Regions from separate parts of the Arachis hypogaea genome. Here region 2 is linked to region 1. The links are chromatin contacts, called in public Hi-C maps. All regions are on one chromosome and are shown on one strand. The core of a region is the stretch at or near the end of the contact, and the rest is flanking DNA. Distances in the headings are between cores, read along the strand shown. Region 1 holds the start of LOC112802382 (dihydropyrimidine dehydrogenase (NADP(+)), chloroplastic). Region 2 has its middle 7.0 kb from the start of LOC140184749.

Region 1 (2,889 bases), core at 342-2,841:
AAATTGTATTATGAATTCATTTTCGAGGCTACTGCTGCTGCTATCTGTAAATCCTGACACCAGTAAACCATCTGTCGGGAATCCAAAAATCATTGCAACATCTTCGAACGTAATCGTGCATTTACCGTATGGAAGGTGGAATGTATGAGTTTATGGCCGCTACCATTCAATCAAGGTATTGATAAGTGCGTTGTGTAAAGTAAGTTTTTCAAGGGATTTAGATCCTCTAAAGTTTAGATTTTCACTTTAGAGGATAAAGTTAAATCTCTCACTATTAAATGTTTTCTCTATCATGTTTTCTCTTGGTCCCACCTATGAAATAAATGGTGATAGATCATACTTTATCCTCTAAAGTAAGTTTCAAAATTTAGAGGATCCAAATTCTTTTTCAAGTATCTGAGATATGTGATAAAATTCACTATCCCGTAATTCTATTTCAATTCGGGGATCATACACATTTTGGTGAAGATATTTTGATCCCAAATCTCTTGAATTCTGAAACAAATTGAAAATATAATGAACAACAACACAACAGCAACGACAACAACAATAATAATAATAAATGAACAAAGATAAAAAATAATTACATATGGTAGACGATCAAGATATTCAACAATATGATCTTCAAGACGCGTAATATCACGAACCATATTCTGTGTTTATTTTTTTTTGAAAAAAACATATTATATAATATTTATTAAATATATCTCTCACATGAAATGAATACATTTGAAATATTTTGTAAATTAAATTTTTTTAATCCCTCCTACCTACTTTTTAAAATTTAATATACTCGAAACATATTTAACAAATTGTTTCTCTACGACCTACATACAAAATAATACTTTCTATAAAACAAATTTAATATATTTCATCAATGTATATTATATAAAGTATATTTAAATTAAATCTGAATTTAAATATTGATATTTAAATTAAATTCAAATTTTAATATTTATATTTTATTTAAATTTATTATATTTAAATATTTATAAAAAATATAAAATATATTTAATATGTTTAAAATATATTTAAATTCAAAGACGTTTGGAATCAAACTTAAATATATATATTTAAATTAAAAATATAATTAAATTCAAACTTAGATATATAATTTAATTCGAAAAATATTTAATTTATATCCAAATTCAAATTATAAATATATATTTAAATTCAACTTTAAATATATACTTAAAACCAAAATATATTTAAAGTTAGATTTAAATATATATTTAAATTCAAAATATATTTAATTTTAAATTATAAATATGTATTTTTATATATTTAAATTTTATTCAAATTCAAGTTTAAATATTTAATTAAAACTGAAATATATTTAAAGTCAGATTTAAATATATGTTTAAATTTGAAATATATTTAAATTCAAATTATAAATATATATTTAAATTCCAATTTAAATTTATAAATCTAACTGAAATATATTTAATGTCAAATTTAAATATATATCTAAATATCTAAATTCGAAATATATTTAAAAATTCAAATGTAAATATATAATTATAACTGAAATATATTTAAATATCTATTTAAATTTGAATTTTTAAATATAAATTTAAATTCACAATTATATTTATTCGACATTGCCCTTTCACATGCAGCTCCAACCTCACTCCAGCAAATTTCGTATTTTTCTTTTCCTTTTCAAACTTATCCGATGCAATCAACCAAAACAACGCTAAATTAGTACGCAAATATTGCATATAATTCCACGTTCTTTCGTTGCGTTTGCCCCCACCACACTGAATATTATAATCTATAAACTCAGATTCAAAGATTCACTTCATTCTGAGTTATTCCCTTTCGTCTCCTACTTCTTCTTCATCTTCAAGTTTTGATTTTTCATCCAAAAATGGCGTCTTTGAGCTTGACCCAGATCAGAACAGGGAATTCAGCATCTGGGTTTTCGTTGAATTGTCGTGGAAAGGTTCAAGCACGTCCCTGCAGAGTTGGGTTTAGGGTCTTTGCCTCTGAGAATGGTAATAATAAGGCTTCATCAGAGCCTGATCTTAGTGTCACTGTTAATGGGTTAAAGATGGCAAACCCTTTTGTTATTGGATCAGGTCCACCAGGGACCAATTACACTGTTATGAAAAAGGCCTTTGATGAAGGATGGGGTGCTGTGATTGCCAAAACTGTAAGTTTCTTTTCATTAGTATCTGTAGGAGAGAATTTGTGTTTATGAGCTTATATAGTGACACTATGATGCATGAAAATTTGGTGGTGTTAGCTAAAATTTAATACTGAAAAGGAGTAGCGTTTGGACTTTTTATTGTCTGTTCTGTGATTAATATGGAAAGTTATATCCTTCTTGAACACTTTATGCTTTGTTGTCAGCTATAATTGGATTTTGTTTTTGGTTCGGAGTTTATTTTGTATTTGCGTTTGTATTATTTTGAGCCTATGTTGTCCTATTACTAGCAAGTTATATGCTTTAAGATTATGCTTTTTTTTATGCTTTTAAATATTTTAGCCTTGGATTTTTCTTGCTAGATCATCAATCTCACCTAGTTGACTCGAATCTTTATGAATATTTAGGTTTCGTCCTGCTTGCGAAAGAATAAGGTTTAGATCAGTAATTGAAACTGTTGCTGAGAACACAAAATCAAAAATTTCATGAAAGATGACTGGGGAAGAAAACAAAAATCTTGAAAGGATCACATAAGATGAATGTTGACAATTATGACACATTGCAAGTTAGATGTTTCTATCATTTAGATACATGATGATGCATGGATTGTATAGAGTAGCCGAAATCAAAAGTATTATTCTTAAAAATTGTGCTTCATTGGTTGTTTGTAAGTTGGTGTTTTGGAGGGAAAGGGAAGGAAAAGCATGTAGTGTTAATATTTTTAATTTTTACACTACAAA
Region 2 (3,166 bases), core at 592-3,091, 76 kb before region 1:
TGCTGTCTCAAGCTCTCCCAATTTTTCCTGCATAGCTTAAGAAAACAAAGGAAATGAGTTAAAAAGAAAAACAAATAGCAATAAAGTTAGCAAGAAATTCTAACGGATAACAAACAATTCAGAATTTGCAAAGGACTTTGGCTGCAACAAAATTAGATTCCACTTACCTAGTAAGCAAACCAAAATTATAAGAAAGAAGGAAAGAATCTTTTCCGAGCGCGTGACGTGCAGCAGATTCCATCGCCGTTCTATTTTTCTGACAGCCAGTTCTCTAATCTCTGTTTATTGCTGCGGCGACACCTTGTTGAAGATCCTTGTTGTCATGCTCTTCATTGTACACCTGAGGCTTCGTACCCTCCTCGATTCCATGCTTCCAATGATCCCAAAACTCATATTTCCTCAAACTCTGCTCTGTGCTTTGTTTGTTGCTATGAACAGCAAAGCATGAAGCTTAATAAGAGAACATAAATACACAGTTTAATAACAATACTGATAGGATTAGTATTGGGCTAGCCCAATTAGAGAATTATACTATAAATAGGAATGTGGTGTAATAATGTGAGATATGCATGAAGTAATTGGAAACTCTACTTTCTCTCTTTGGCCCTAGTTCTAGGGATATCTCTTCTATTCTCTCTAATTTTTTATCTAATTCTCTAATTCTTGATACATATTCCTATCAAATGGTGCTTTCATTGAACACCATGCCAAATTCCTATGATGACCCAATTTGGGAGCAGATTCAAACTAGCTTAGATCACTTGAATTCAAATTATGAAAATCGAACCAAGATACTTGCAGAAATTCGGGCAACTTGCACCAAAATTTGTGCAACTTTGAACGATCATCAACGACTCCAGCAGCCTCCAATATGCCAGATTCAAGCCAAATCAGAAACAGAAAATTCAATCCAAATCCAGCAGCAAAAAATTCAGAAGCTGAAGACAAATCAGATCTTGGACCAAGGTCCAGTTCTAGAACCGAATTCATAAGAAGATTCATCATCAGATTTCAAGTTTCAATTTCAACCACAACAAGCAAATTCAACAGAAACTCTATATCAAACAACAATTCAACAATCATTATTGTTAATTTGTAATTACAATGAAGCAGTATCACAATTTCAGCAACAACAACCAAATTCTTGCCAAAATTCAACAATCATAGATGCAGCAAAAGAAGAAGAATCAGCGTTCAGTTTTGTAGTTCAACCCGTAGCATCACCAGATAATGCAGATCAAGCAGGATTTCAAAATTCAATTCCAGAACTGTAATCATAATTACCTCCAAATCAAGAAAATCACTTACTCTCGGGAATAATTACGAAGACGGTAGCAGATTGCAATAATAGTAGAGAAATCAGAACGTCCTTCAACGAGTCAAGCAGGCCCACTTTTCTCGCGGGGTCTTCAGCAGTGACGTTCGCGATGGCGCTGGAGCAGGTGGAGTTCGCGTATCCAAAACCGACAAAGGTGAGGGTGCCGCGACCGCCACCGAAACCACCGCATCTGAACTCGAATGCGGTGGTCTTGGTCGGCACTGACGACGCTTCAGTGCTGCACAGAGGGGGCGGCTTCGAGGATGACGCACCAGCAGATCTGACCCTCGGTAACGGCGCCGGAGATCCTCGAAGGTGTGGCGGAGGGTTCCAGTGCGTTTCTTCGTTCTTGGCAAGGCCATCTCCACTCCTTGCGGCAGTCTTCCCTTGGGATTGCGAGGAGGAAGCTCGAACGATGAAGAAGCAGGTGGCGGCGGCGTTTCCATGGAATCGCGACGGGGCACAAGACAGCGACGGGTTGCTGCAGCTGGCGGTGGATTCGGCAGGAGGGAGTGCGAACGGAACCGAAGGTATATGGAGAAGGAGCCGTTGGAGCCGGACGGTGGTGCTTGGCTCGCCGACGGCGGTTTTTCGGGCAGCAGCGACACTCAGGGCAGAGAAGGAAGAAGCCGCTGGAGCTGCCTGGAAGGAGAAGGAAATTAGGGTAAGTGATGCTTTGGACCAATGCTTAATTTCTGAAGCCCAGTTCCAAATTCAGGAGGTGATTGATGATATATTGAGCCCAATTCTCAAGCTTTTACTCTTTTTGGGTCCATTTCAGATTTATGTAGTAATTATATTTTGTTGGTTTTGGGTTGGATTAAATTATTTTCAATGGGATCTGATGGTAAATTTTTTAAACAGTGCCATAGAAAATATTATTTTAGGATTGCTGATATTTTTTATTACTTTTATTACTTGTAATTAGTTTTTATAATTTTTAAGATTTATATTTTTTTTTTGTAACCTTAAGGATAAGGTTGTTTTGAAGGATAGAATAATGATAGGATTAGTATTGACTAATCTAATTAAAAAATTATACTATAAATTAAAAGATGGTATAATAATGTAAGATATGCATAAAATAATTGAAAATTCTCTTTTTTCTCTTTGTCCCTAGTTTTAGGAATATCTCTTTTATTCTCTCTAATTTTTTTATCAAATTCTATAATTCTTGATACAAATTCGTTGAGTAAAGTCTTAAAAAAAATTACCATAATTTTAGTAAGATGTAAGACTCTATTTTTAATTAACTGCTCCTTGAGGCCAAAAATAAAAGCCATCATGAAAAAATAAGGCTACATTTGGTGAGAGAAAGAGAAAGAGGAGGATTGGACATTGTTGATGAGCTCTTTAATGAGGCTCTTTTATCTCCTCGAGTGCCGGTGCTGACAACGAACCTTGTGCGTTTCCTGACAAGCTTCTGCTCTGTCCACAGCTGATCAGTGAAGGTAAAGAAAGGCTTCATCTGCGCCCCATAGACAATAACATTTGCAACTTCTAACTTTTTTCTGATGAGCGAATGTCCAACCATCTCTGATAACTTGAAACACAATTTTTAGATGGTAAGACGAAAATAAAAATGAGAAGAACGATTAGAGAAGAAAAAAAAGAGAGAAAGAAGGTCGAAGAGCAAAGAATGATTCTGATTTCTGTGGATAAAGAAAAAAAAATCCAAAAATAAATAGAAAAAAGAATTAAAATTTAAAATTTTTTTATAAATTATGCCAAAATTTGCTATCGATCCTGCTCGAATTATTGCAGTATGCTCTATTACCCTTCCATTATTTTGGAATTGTTGATGCTTTAGCAGCACTAAACAAAATACTTTAGAATTTGAAAAAAAAA

What was found. A called contact is a pair of places that touch in the nucleus more often than the background predicts.
Region 2: a Hi-C map of leaf shows a contact between it and region 1, with 4 times the contacts expected there. The contact joins the enhancer-like site here to the promoter of LOC112802382 in region 1. A contact is called at or near these places in 5 of 8 Hi-C or Micro-C datasets (leaf and an unstated tissue).

What each region holds. Positions count from the first base shown.
Region 1 is chr5:103,122,892-103,125,780 of arahy.Tifrunner.gnm2.J5K5, reverse strand. It overlaps LOC112802382 (dihydropyrimidine dehydrogenase (NADP(+)), chloroplastic), which reads left to right and starts at 1,591. Exons shown (of 7, transcript XM_025845568.3): 1 at 1,591-2,155. The coding sequence starts at 1,871.
Region 2 is chr5:103,198,631-103,201,796 of arahy.Tifrunner.gnm2.J5K5, reverse strand. No RefSeq gene overlaps it. Among protein-coding and RNA genes, the nearest start is that of LOC140184749, 7.0 kb to the left of the region's middle. Within about 2 kb of position 1,841, at least 2 of the 3 cell types and tissues checked have open chromatin away from gene starts, as enhancers often do.